Regions from separate parts of the Gossypium hirsutum genome. Here region 1 is linked to region 2. A link is a contact called in public Hi-C data. All regions are on one chromosome and are shown on one strand. The core of a region is the stretch at or near the end of the contact, and the rest is flanking DNA. Distances in the headings are between cores, read along the strand shown.

What was found. Hi-C and Micro-C count contacts between places; a contact is called where the count stands out from the background.
Region 1: a Hi-C map of leaf shows a contact between it and region 2, with 2.3 times the contacts expected there. The contact joins the promoter of LOC107918216 here to the enhancer-like site in region 2. A contact is called at or near these places in 7 of 34 Hi-C or Micro-C datasets (anther, cotyledon, leaf and 1 more).

Annotation. Positions count from the first base shown.
Region 1 is chrA01:89,870,397-89,876,143 of Gossypium_hirsutum_v2.1, reverse strand. LOC107918216 reads right to left here and starts at 2,030. Exons shown (of 2, transcript XM_016847756.2): 1 at 1,021-2,030; 2 at 463-883. The coding sequence starts at 1,252. The coding sequence ends at 702.
Region 2 is chrA01:89,806,349-89,812,728 of Gossypium_hirsutum_v2.1, reverse strand. No RefSeq gene overlaps it. Among protein-coding and RNA genes, the nearest start is that of LOC121228148, 26 kb to the right of the region's middle. Within about 2 kb of position 2,263, at least 2 of the 9 cell types and tissues checked have an H3K27ac peak or open chromatin away from gene starts, as enhancers often do. A contact at or near this core is called in leaf, where this site is marked.

The DNA of each region.
Region 1 (5,747 bases), core at 781-3,280, 64 kb before region 2:
CACCGAACATCTAATTATTCAAAAGATCCTTCAGAAAGTGCCACACAACCAGCTCCTCAATAATACACTGTTAATTAATCTCAAGTGGTTTGATTTTGGGTCTTAAGTTCAATAAAAAGAATCAATTCCTAAGAATAAGCATCCATCAGGCGATAATGTTGAATAAAATTCTTAAATTGGTCATAAATCTGAATGATTCAGTCCATCCATCATGTCCTATATATTTCTAGCCATATCCAATTACCAAATCAAAATCCTTGAAAGCAACTTGTAATATTAAGGGCAAGTCAGAAGAACATTTCAAGCAATGGATATAAGCTACCGAAAATACATGTTTATGGACAATTCAGAACAACTTTTTGAACACTGGGTGTAAGCCAAACCTTACGTAGGGTATGAAATTAATAGAATCATCCATCAAAAGCCATTCAACAATAGAACGCAACACTTCAAAGACAGAAATGGAAAATCAAGCACACCATGAATGTTCTCTTCATTCTTATTGCATAAGGCAAAATACTGAAAAACAAGTTCAAATTTATTCCTGCAGGTCTTTTCTCACCTAAATGAGAAATAAGGTGAAAAACATAAGCAATACTCTACCATGGCCATCAATGATAATAGACTAACTTCCAAGGCTTTATTTATAAGTAAAGCTAACCCAAGAAATAAAGGATCATAAAGGGTTGGGAATTGTTTAATTAATGGGAGGAAATCTTGAGATTGAGGGATTTATTAAACCATGCCTTCCAATTCCCACTTGCCTTCCTATTAATTGATTCAGCTGCCTTCCCGTCGTCTTTCACTTTCTCAGTCCTTGGCTTCTTGCACAGCATGAAATTCCTTGCCCCTTGTGATCCAATTGTCTCCCATGGACTTAGTGCTGCAATGAAAAAACATACCAAACACCCAAAATCATGAATACTACTAATTTTTCCCAAATAAAACACCATTTAACATCAAATAAGCAAATCCTGGAAATTTTTTAATCTTTAAAGATTGAAATGAAAACCGACATACCATCTGATCCAGCACTGGGGCAATAAAGGAGGAAATCATTAAGATTGGATCCGAGAACGGGAAGCCGACCCTCACGAGCGTAGGATTTCAAAGCAGTATCAATGACGGCAGCAACGAGCTCTTCCTCGTTAACAACAAAACGGATCGGCCCAGCACTTCCGAGAACAGTGACGCTAATCAGGAGCCTGTTGCCCTTGGGACCCTGGTTCTTCTTCTGCTTGTAAAGCAACATTCTTTCAAATTTTTTTTGTTCAAAATTCAAAATGAAAAGGAATCAAAACCAAAAACAGATGAATGAACAATTCACCAACAACCGCGAAAAGAGAAACAATGGGTTTGTTTTGTTATTTTGTGGGGCGTATAACAAAAAAAAAACAAATCTGGGTTATTGGTGGAAAGGAATAGAGGTATTGAGGTGGGGTTGTTTATGGGTCAAGGCCAAGGCAGCGGTAGTACCAGCCTTCTTTGCAAGAACCGAATGCGAAAGCAGAAGCAGCAGAAAGAGGAAGGAGAGTGCTCGCCCTCGATTTGCAAGGGGAGAGCATCAATATACTACAGCTCCAAATTGTTTCCACCATTCACAAAAATACCAAAAGATCAATGGTTTGATTCCAACAAAAAGGGGAAAAGAGCCAGAAAAAAGAAGTTCTGGGACGCAGATTTCGACGAAAAAAGGAGAGGAATTTTAGTGATTGTAGGTAGAAGGTGTGGGAAGCGTTTGGGGGTATTTAATAGAGGAACAAAACAAGGAAAAGGATTAGAGTAATTCAGGTTGAGGTGGTATATTAGCCTTATAGAGGGGAGGCAGGAAAAGGGTTTCTTTCTTTCTCTTCTGCCGTAGGGTTGCAATGTATATATATACGGAAGTTGTTGTTTCCGTGTAGAGTTAGCATTTGGGCATATTTACGCGTTCATCCCTCCTTGTCCACCAAGCCACCTATTCATTCGCGACCGCCATATTCCCCTCCTCTTTCTTTCTACAACAATAATATTCAATTTGTTTTATTTTTATAAATAAAGTTTCTTTGAAGATTTTTCCATTAGTCATATATGTCAATTTGTTTTATTTGCCTTTTTAGGTATTTTTTCTAACTTAAGGAAATAGGTCGTTCTTTAAAAGAGAAAGGGAAAACACGCTTAGTTAAATGTGTTTTCTTATTAATTATATAAAAAACTCGTTCGTCAAAAGTCAATTCTAACGATTTTTTAAACGTTGGCTGGCAATGGTAAAAAGATTTAAAGTGCTCCAACGGTCATTTTTTTCTACAAATACTATACAATTTTAATTTTTTTCACTCAAATCTAACTCTCTCAATTCTTTCAACTTTATTAGGGCTAGTTTAGCAATACTTTTGAAAAATGTTATGGAAAAGTACTTTTGAAAAGTTTAGTTTAAATTTTGAGTATTTAGCATTACTGTCAAAAAATACTTTTGAGAAATAAAATGTCCATTTTAGACATGTTATTATCAAGTAACAAATATGTATTTAAATAATGTTTAAATTAATTTAACATTATTATATTTTTGTAAGAATATAAAATTTATTATAATTTGCTGTTAATATTTTAATATATGAAATATAAATTTTAAATATTTTTAAGCAATAAATATTAATTATTTATAAAATTTAATTAAATATATAAATTATATTTTGAATATTTAAGTATAATCATTAAATATTTGTAATTAATATTTTAAAAAATATTTTTTATTTTTAATTAATGATTTTAACACATTTGTAATTAAGCACTAAGAAGGAAAAAAAGGGAAAGTACTATGTTATTAGAGGGGTGAAAAAGTATTTAAGCACCAAAATTGCTTTTGGGAAAGGAAAAGCTAAAAATTTTAACTTCTCCTGAAAAGCCAAAAAATTCAGTCAAAAACAGTTTGTTTAGCACAACTTTTCTACAAAAGTGCTTTTAGAGCTAGAAGTGCTTTTTTTAAGCACTACTAAACAGGCTCTTAATTCTCTCAATTTTCTCAAGTTTTGTTCTAAATTTTCCGATACGCTTGTTTAAAAATATTATTTTTTAATGATTTCATATTTTATTCATTTGATTAAATTTTCAAGAATGACAACATTTCTGATTCGTTTCGAAGAAAAGTACATTTTCGTCGCTCAAGCAATAATGGTAAGACGAAATTTTAAATTTTTTTATTTTCAATTAAGTTAAATTTAAAGTTTCTTATTTTTTAAAATATTTTAAAATATTTTTTTGTCGATATAAATAGGCGAATGATCGTGTTTTGGAGGGGTTTATACACAATTTGTCAAAAGGACCAATCACCAAAATTTATGGTTACTTGCAAAACACGAGATTCTTGCATGCATCTCGTATGCTCAGGGGCTGCAAACTTGATCCTACGCTCATCAGCGCGTTGGTGGAAAGATGGAGGCTCAAGACACACGCTTTCCATCTTTTATGCGGCGAGTGTACAATCACACTCGAGGACATAGCTTTGTAACTCGATTTATCGGTGGATAGGTCAATCATCACGAGGTCAGCGATCATTCCCGTTAAAGAGGACCTTTGTGAGGCATTTTTGGGGAAGGTCCTAAACAAGTTTCAAGGTGGCTGAATATAGATGAATTGGTCAGAAACCAATTTCAAAGAGCTTCCTCCAAACGCGACCAACATCGTCAAAGAACAATGTGCCCAAGCATTCATCCTAAGGTTAATGGGGGGCATTTTAATGCCCGATAAATCTCAAATTTTGGTACGCATAAGGTGGCTACTACACCTAGCCGACTTCAAAGAATGCACACAACTGAGTTGGTCACTTACCCTTGCAAATAACAGCAGCCCTAAACCATACTTAGCTCGCTGGCAAAGTCTCCACTCCACAACTAATAAATTCACAGAAACTTATCAGAACCAATTCAATACAAACAGTCAACTCACCCACTTACCTCTTCATGAAAAGAGAATAATATCAAATCTTTACTAAATGAATAATACACTTACCAAGAATAAAGCAATGAATCAACGAAGAATTAACAACACAAATAGACAGAGAACCTTAAAAAAAACAAAAAACGAATAAGAGGGTGACAATAAAGAATAGAGGTGATTAGTAAAGGTCTAAGAAAAATCTAAAAGAAAATAATAAAGGAAAAAATGGAAAAAGGGGAAAATAGAAAAACTATGGCAACAAAAGAAATAAGAAACAAAAAATGAAAACATGAAAGCTATTGAGAAGGTGGGTAACAAAATTGGGAAATAGAGAGGGATATATTTCAAGAGATAATCTTTCATTGCTTTAGTTTTAAAAACTACCCATTAACTCCTATAATTATCCAAATTAGATTCTTTTCTTCAGAATTCAAAACAAAAATAAACTCCACTTTGCACACACAAGAATTGAACACGAGACCTGTAGGTAAGCTAAGGTCTTACCACTGAACCTGGAACGCCCCAAATCTTAAATATTTATTTATGTATGTTGTGTCGCATTAATACATGCTTGCTTCAGTGGTTAAGTGTCCTGAGAAGTGTTTGAGAAGTCTAGTTTCGGTTACTGTGCATTTTTGCTCTCTCCTCATTTTCAGTTTCTGACATTGCTTTTGGGTTCTCTTCATTCTCTGTTCTGGGTAGCCGAACTTTTCTTTTTACCATTCGGGTATATTTTTCATGTTGGTTCTACTCTTCATCAGTACTCTACTGACGATTTTCTCCTTTCCCTTTACTCCCTTCACAGTCATTCTTTCCCTTACTCTATTTTGTGTTGGTCGAATACCCTTATTTTCCCTTTTCTCAAACTCTTTCGATTTTAGCCTTGGGTTTGATTGATTCTCTCTTTTTCCATCTCTTGCTCTCTTCATTTTTGTTTTTGATTTGAAAACTCTTCTATGAAAAATCGGTGAGTGTATTCGACTTCTTCTTGTTCTCCCTCTACTCTTTCAGCTTTTATTAAGTCTCCCCTCTTTTACACTTATGGAGCCGAATACTTCTTTTCCTCTTATTGCCAAATCTCCCATCCTCTCTCATATTGTGATGTTTCTTTTGATTCCCAGAATTTCTCGAGGAGTGAAGGAGTTGCAAGTGATACTAAAGCAGTCGAAACCTTTCCCTCATCACTCGATCAAAGGTAACTCTGGTTACAGTTATTGTGTTCAACTGGGGTATGTTGGCTTGCATTTCTTGGTGTTGTTCGAATGCTACTTTCCCTATTTTGGGGTTGTGCGTTTTCTATAAATTAGTATATGTTGATTCAACTCATGGGTTTAAGCAATCGTAACTAATTGATTTCACTGGTAGCACAGATATTCGACAAGGAGTGTGATCAACCTTTGTCAGCGGTTTAAGGGGGCTAAACTACACGCATTCAAACAAGGCAAGTATCAAATATGATTTTGGAATAAATGTTTAAAAGAGGGTGTTTAACCCTATTGATTAAATGACTGACAGAGTGTCTTGATTGAATATAGGTTTGGTGCTCGTGGGCTTCTACACGTTTTTGCAAACAGGTGTATAATCACACTGCCACAATATTAAATCGGTAAAAACCGAAATAGGTGACCGTCGATGCTACACGAGTGTGCGTTCGCTCGTGTGGTAATCTGAACGCATAGGCATGAGCGTTTGATCATCGAGGCCACCATGAGCGATTTCATGGCTTAGGCCGTTTTGGGCCATGATGGGTCAAAATGGGTCGTGTGGGCCCCACGAGCTTGCGGACCCCATATGGGTAAACCATACAAAAGTATGTAGAATATTGGGGCCAG
Region 2 (6,380 bases), core at 1,014-3,513:
GATTAAATCTATATACTTTAATTTTGACATAATTTAGTCCTACTTTTATAATGTCATTAATTAGTCTAAATAGTTAATATTGTTAATTATTTCAATTACAATGTTGTAGCCATTTTTTTTAAGAGCACTATTCCAAAAAAAAATTATTCTATCATAACGAGTTCAAATGCATGTTTTTAAGAGAAAAAAATCACATAATTATTTTCAACATAATTTTTTATTACATTATTACTAAGCGATTTTTTTTAAAAAAGGTCACACTATTGAATTTAATTAAAGAATTTTAATGGTGATAACAATTGAACTTGCATTTTTAGTTTTGAAAAGTAAATGAACTAAATTCTTGAAAATTAAAATAAAGAGACTAAATTTCAAATATATGAAGTATATAGGGACTTAAATCATATTTTAACCTTCAAATCTTTACTCCATAGTTGGATACAAACAAATTATCAACCCATTTCAAAATGTCACACAAGTGAATGATAGAAGAATTTTAACAGTAATAACAATTAGACATAAAATATTAAATTCAAAAAGTAGAGAGTTTATATCTTTTAAAAAATTAACATTTAAATTTTTACTTTATAATTTAATATAAAAAATAATTAATTTAAGACGAAATGTGAGAATCAGATGTTTATTTTGTAAATTGTAATCTAAAATAAAGTTTGAATCCACCCATGTTAAAAGTAAAATCATATGAATTAATCAATCGATTGGTTGCCCTAATATAACATTTCATTGGGTATAAAAGTTTGAAAAAATTATTGTGATTAAAGCTTTGAGATTAGATGTAAACAAAAATTTAAATAATAATACACAAGTAATTAGTTGAGTTCATTGATAATTGTTAGTTGGTAGGAAAGATCTCACGTTGAAATTTTGTCCCATATAAACCATTCGCATTTTCACTACATTTTATTTTAGTTTTAAGTTTTATGTTGTGCCAGAATGGTCTTATTTTAGATATATTGTATATTTTCTAATGATTGATTTTAATTATAATTATTTGAATTGTATTATAAATTTCTAATTTTTTATAATATTCCTAAAACAAAAGGGAACATTTCTTTTGTTGGTGTTTTTTTAGGGATAATGTTGACTTTAGCCCTAAAACTTTGGTCAGTAGGATAGAAAGAAAATTAGAATGGTGAAAATTTGTAAGGGTAGAAAATTAAATGGATGGAAAACATATATTTTTTTTCGTAGCTATGCTTAGTAGGAGAGATAGAAAATTGGAAAGAAATGGTAGAGTTGAAAAATGAAAGAAAAGAAAATAAAACATTTGAAAAATACATAATTTTGAATTAACATGCATATCTCTCTTATTTTCTCTCCTCTCATCATTTCAATTTGGAAGAATTGATTTTTATGCATCAGGATGAAAAATGATCATCTTTCTTGTTTTCTTTTCTCTCACTTTTCTTCTCAACCAAACACGTTCAAAATTTATTTTCTTTCCGCTTTTCCATTCACTCCTCCCATCCATCCACTTTTTCATCCAATCAAGCACACACTTAATTTTTACTTTTTTTTTATTTTAATTAAATTTGACCCTCAACCTTTTAAAATATCCAATTTTGTTCATCTACCTTTTGCAAAAAGAGTCGAATTGATTTTTTAATAGAAATACTAACTAAAATATTAAAATTTTAAACATGACAGTCTACATGACAATCCACATGTACTTCATGCTAATTGTTTTGAATTTTTATGAGCTTTTTATAATTTTTTTGAGTTTTTTTATAAATTGTAAATTACTGTTAATGTGACATCAAGACAAATAGTACTATGTTCGTATGAAGTGGACGTGAATTGATATGTAGGTTGCCAAGTTAACATTGTTAAAAATAAATGTTTAATTAGCGTTTTTGTTAAAGAAAAATAATTTGACTCCCAATGACCAAATTTAACTAAAAAAAATGAGCCAAATTGACAAAAAAATATAAATATTAAGAACTAAATTTATCATTATATTTTTTTAGCTAAATGGTTATAAAACAATAAATTCATTGTTGGTATTTATAATTATTTAAAGGAAAAGGCGGAATTGGTAATTGAAAAAAAGAAAAGAAAAATAGAAAGTGGGTTTTGATGATAGCCGTATCCAATAAAAAAAGCAAAAAAGTTGAGCCGTCCTATCGTTTTTCTGGGTTGTATCATATTGGCAGATAAGTTATCGTAGGAGCAGATTTCACATGCACCATAATATTAGATTTGGCTTCTCCTCTAATTTTGAAAATAGATATGAAATGAAGTGCGATGCCATGTGCAGTTTCAAGTGTGTCGTTATCCTAGTCCAAATTCATGGCTGTCATTTGCACGGCGTTGAAGTCAGAGACGCATTGCTTTACTGTCATATTCTAATCTGCCTACAAGGTTTCGGCTAGTTGTTTGTTGTTCAATGTTTTCTTTCCCCCCATGACCATGTGATTCAAACTAACGCACAACTTTATTCTGTACCCGTTTCAGGAATCAAGAAAGTTCTTATAGTTTTGGGAATTAAAAGAAAAAACAAATTAAGCCCAGTTGGTTAGGTCACTAACATGTCTTTCTGGGTGCGAGATGGGAGGTGCTCAATGAAATCATTTGTTATTATATCATGAGCTTCATCCATAAGAGCCCATAACACAATTCTGTATATTGTAAGAGTGTGTGTTGAGAGCCTTAACGGAAATAGTTGGGGTGCGCCTTGGATTCTTGAGTGGTGAACATGGGTGATGGCAGAGTCACATGTGATTTATAGGAAAGGAGGGCACTCACTCAATTACCGTATTGGGAATGTGACCAAATACAAAGGATATATTATATATACAAATCAACATATGATTTGCGTTGTTTGTATTAGAATTAGAATTAGAATCGTATTTTATTTTGTTTATTTTAAAAAATAAATAAATTATTTCATAAAAAAAGTAAATTAATAATTTTATTAAAAATTCTATTCATTTTGTTTGAATTAATCTTTTCACGTTAATATGAGATATATATGATATATTACGATTCTTTATTTAAATATTAATAGTAAAAATGGATGAAATTTTATTTTAAATGAGGAGTTTTTTGTTTAATCTAAATATAAGGATTAATTTTTTTATATATTTTAAGTAAAAAGGACAAAATACACTTAATTACATAATATCTTAATTTTAAACATAAAAATAAAATAGCAATAAATATAATATTGAAACATTCAAGTTTTAAAGGACGGAAAGTGGATTAAAGAATATGGATGAAGCTAGAATAATTTTTTAAAGGGTCAAATAAAAATTTAATTTTTTATAGTTTATATTTTTAAAATTCTTAAAGGATTAAATTAAATTTTTATAATTTTAGGACATCAAAGTAAAATTTTATTTTTAGTAATTTAAATTTTAAAACAACTAAAAGCTAAAATAATAGTTTTACATTGCCCAGCCCCTAGATGAAGAAATCAATTGATGAAAAAAAAAAGTAATATTGCGTAGTTTTATATAAAAAAAAAATCCTTATCATTGATGCACCGCCCGTCTCGATCCTCCTTAGCAACTACTGTACTGGGTTCTAGTTTGACTGATCTTGTGGCAGCGACTACTTCCTATTTTTATAAAAGAGTTCACCATCTACAAAAAAATAACCTTTTTTAAGAAAAATGATGGGTAGGAGTAAAGTGACAACAACCACTTGCTTAGTTAGGAAAAAGAAAACATATACTTAATAAACAAAAATAGTTCATTTAAAATTTTATTTCAAGATCCTACAGTTTTGAAAAACTATCACTCCCGTTCAACTTTACTATTGTCTTCAAAATACTACTTTCATATATAAAGTTTCATTCACTTAGTATATTTTAAAAGTTTTAAGTAATTTTTGTTGATTAAATTAGTGATTAATTTACTTTTTAACACCATTTCAATACATCATTATAGAGATTTTAAGAACTCTAACAAGAAGAAAAAATCAATGAAAAGTCAAACAATTCAAGCTGCCCAAGCCTAAAAATACATGGGTTATATTTAAGTTGGTTTGTATCAAGAAGCTTTCATGCGTAAGGATTACAAAAATAAGGTCCTACAAAATGCTAAACCTTGCAATATCGGCCCATTTTATTGGGAGGTTATGAAATTGTGTTTTGGACTTCAGACTTAAAAAAAGACGAGTTGAGATCTTATATCTTTTTTTTTTGTATTTTCAATGTTTGTTTTTACGGCTCATGTTCGAAATTTATGTCTGCTTCAATTAATAATATTGTTTTCAAGATTTGAACTTATGTTTTTTCTTTGAAAGTGCAATGTGCTTTACTAATGCATCCAATCATTTGTTAATAGATATTATATTAAAATTTATATCTATTTAAATTAATACAAATGTGAGTTTCGGTTGCTTGAAATTGGTGTGAAAATTCAAATATCACATGAATTTGAAATAATAAGATATTAACTAGTTTTGATAAATAACAAAATCATGTGACTTTTTACTTAAATTGAGTGATTGTTTTCACTTATTGATGGCTATTAAGACCACCGAATATAAATTTCTACGCTCTAACTGAATTAATCAGTAGTTTTGAGAAACAGGGTTGATCTCACATGGACTATGATTTCTAATATCATTTTTATTGTGACTAGATTCCAAAGTCGTAGCATCTGTTGTGCCTACAACTTGTAACGTGTTGAGCTGAAAATAAATTAATGGAGGTTTTAGTTGATTAGGTTAAAAATATAAAAATGAATAGAAGGAAATAATAATTGAATTATAATTCTAAAATAAAATTAAATAACTGAGATTAAATTAGGAAATCAAATATGCAAATTCTTAACCTTAGACTCGGAATATTCCAGAAGTCGATCCTTAAAAGTGAAAATTTCTTTCCAAACGATAAGTTGGTTATATCGATCAATGACGCCTTAACAGCCAAATCATCCTTATGTAGTTGACTCTGATACGCCCTGCAAACTAACCCTTGCCAACTATCTAACCACGTAACACGCGTTCGCAATTTAAGATCTCAGCAGCCTTACGATCTAGAAGAGCTCAACTCGAATTAACGGCCTCAACCGTGTGGGTCCTTTAAATTCGAACACTATCTCCTTTAATGGAATCCAACAGGGATTTTCCCACCTGGACACGCCAATTTTTTCGCGGGAACCAGAATGCAGCAAACGACCGACTCATTTTCCCAACTGTGCGCCAAAAACTCCAATCCAATGCATACTTTTTGAATTGAAATTCAATTAACTTTAAGTGACAATTGTGATTATCCCATATCCCGGAGAGATAATGAATACGTGTTGTAAGGTTTTTAGTGTGAGTTCATTTCTTACGATTTTCGATCGAAATGATAACCGGCCCAAAGCTAAATGGAGATTAGTCGAGCATGAAATTAATCCGACTTGATTGGTTTGTAAGAGTGGATTTTAATGGAAAATAATAGGTGGAGAATTGAGGGGACTAAAAGAGCAATTGCACCAAAGTATAAAAGGAAGAAAGAAATGACAGAATGTTTGACACAAGAATATGCAAATTGCTATCTCAATTCCAGTCTGTTTCCATGTCACAATTACAAGCCTTTATATACACATTTCAAAGAGTCAATTTCACATGATTTTCTCCTAGAATCATGTTCGACAACCATACAAAAAATCATATATTTTTTATTTCTAAATATAGGATATTGTCAAAGTAAAAAAAATCTGATATTTTTTCTCAACCCAAAAATAATTCTGCAACTTTCAATACAGTCCCTCATATTGCTTTTTGTACCAATTTAGCTCGATTTTGCTTATTTTTGAACTTCGGCTCTTCAATTGCGTCCCTAATAAAATTTAAGCAAGAAATCACCAACTTAGTAGTAGTCTATTTAAAAATTGACAAAAATTAGGTACATTAAACACATAAAATTAGCTTGCCATCAAATTCCTCCTACTTAGCCTATGCTTGTCCTCAAGCATGTTGTACATTCCCATAGTAGAAACCATTCAATAATTTTGTTTCGAAATCAAGTCTCATTCAATAGCCATGCGCAATGCAAGCAATTTAGGTGTAGCACGAATAACAATTTTCTCAGTTTAACTAATAAGTTTTTATAAAATTCCAACAATGTGCAAAATCAATCATTTCACTAAATTGAAGCTCTATCAAACTTGCAAAGCAGTTGTTCTTGATCAATTTATTCAACAAGTTTGGGACATAGTTGAATCTTTTTACGTGATATGAGATGACAACCCAAGCACCTCACCCCGGTTACTCAAATTGAAACGTCTCCAAACGGATTAATTTTCCCTACTCATGGTAGCTCGGTTAGCGAATGTTTGCAAATTTCAGTTTGCCACTCAAAACGTTTGACGTGAGGTGAGATGACAACCCAAGCACCTCATCTCGGTTACTCAATTTGGTCA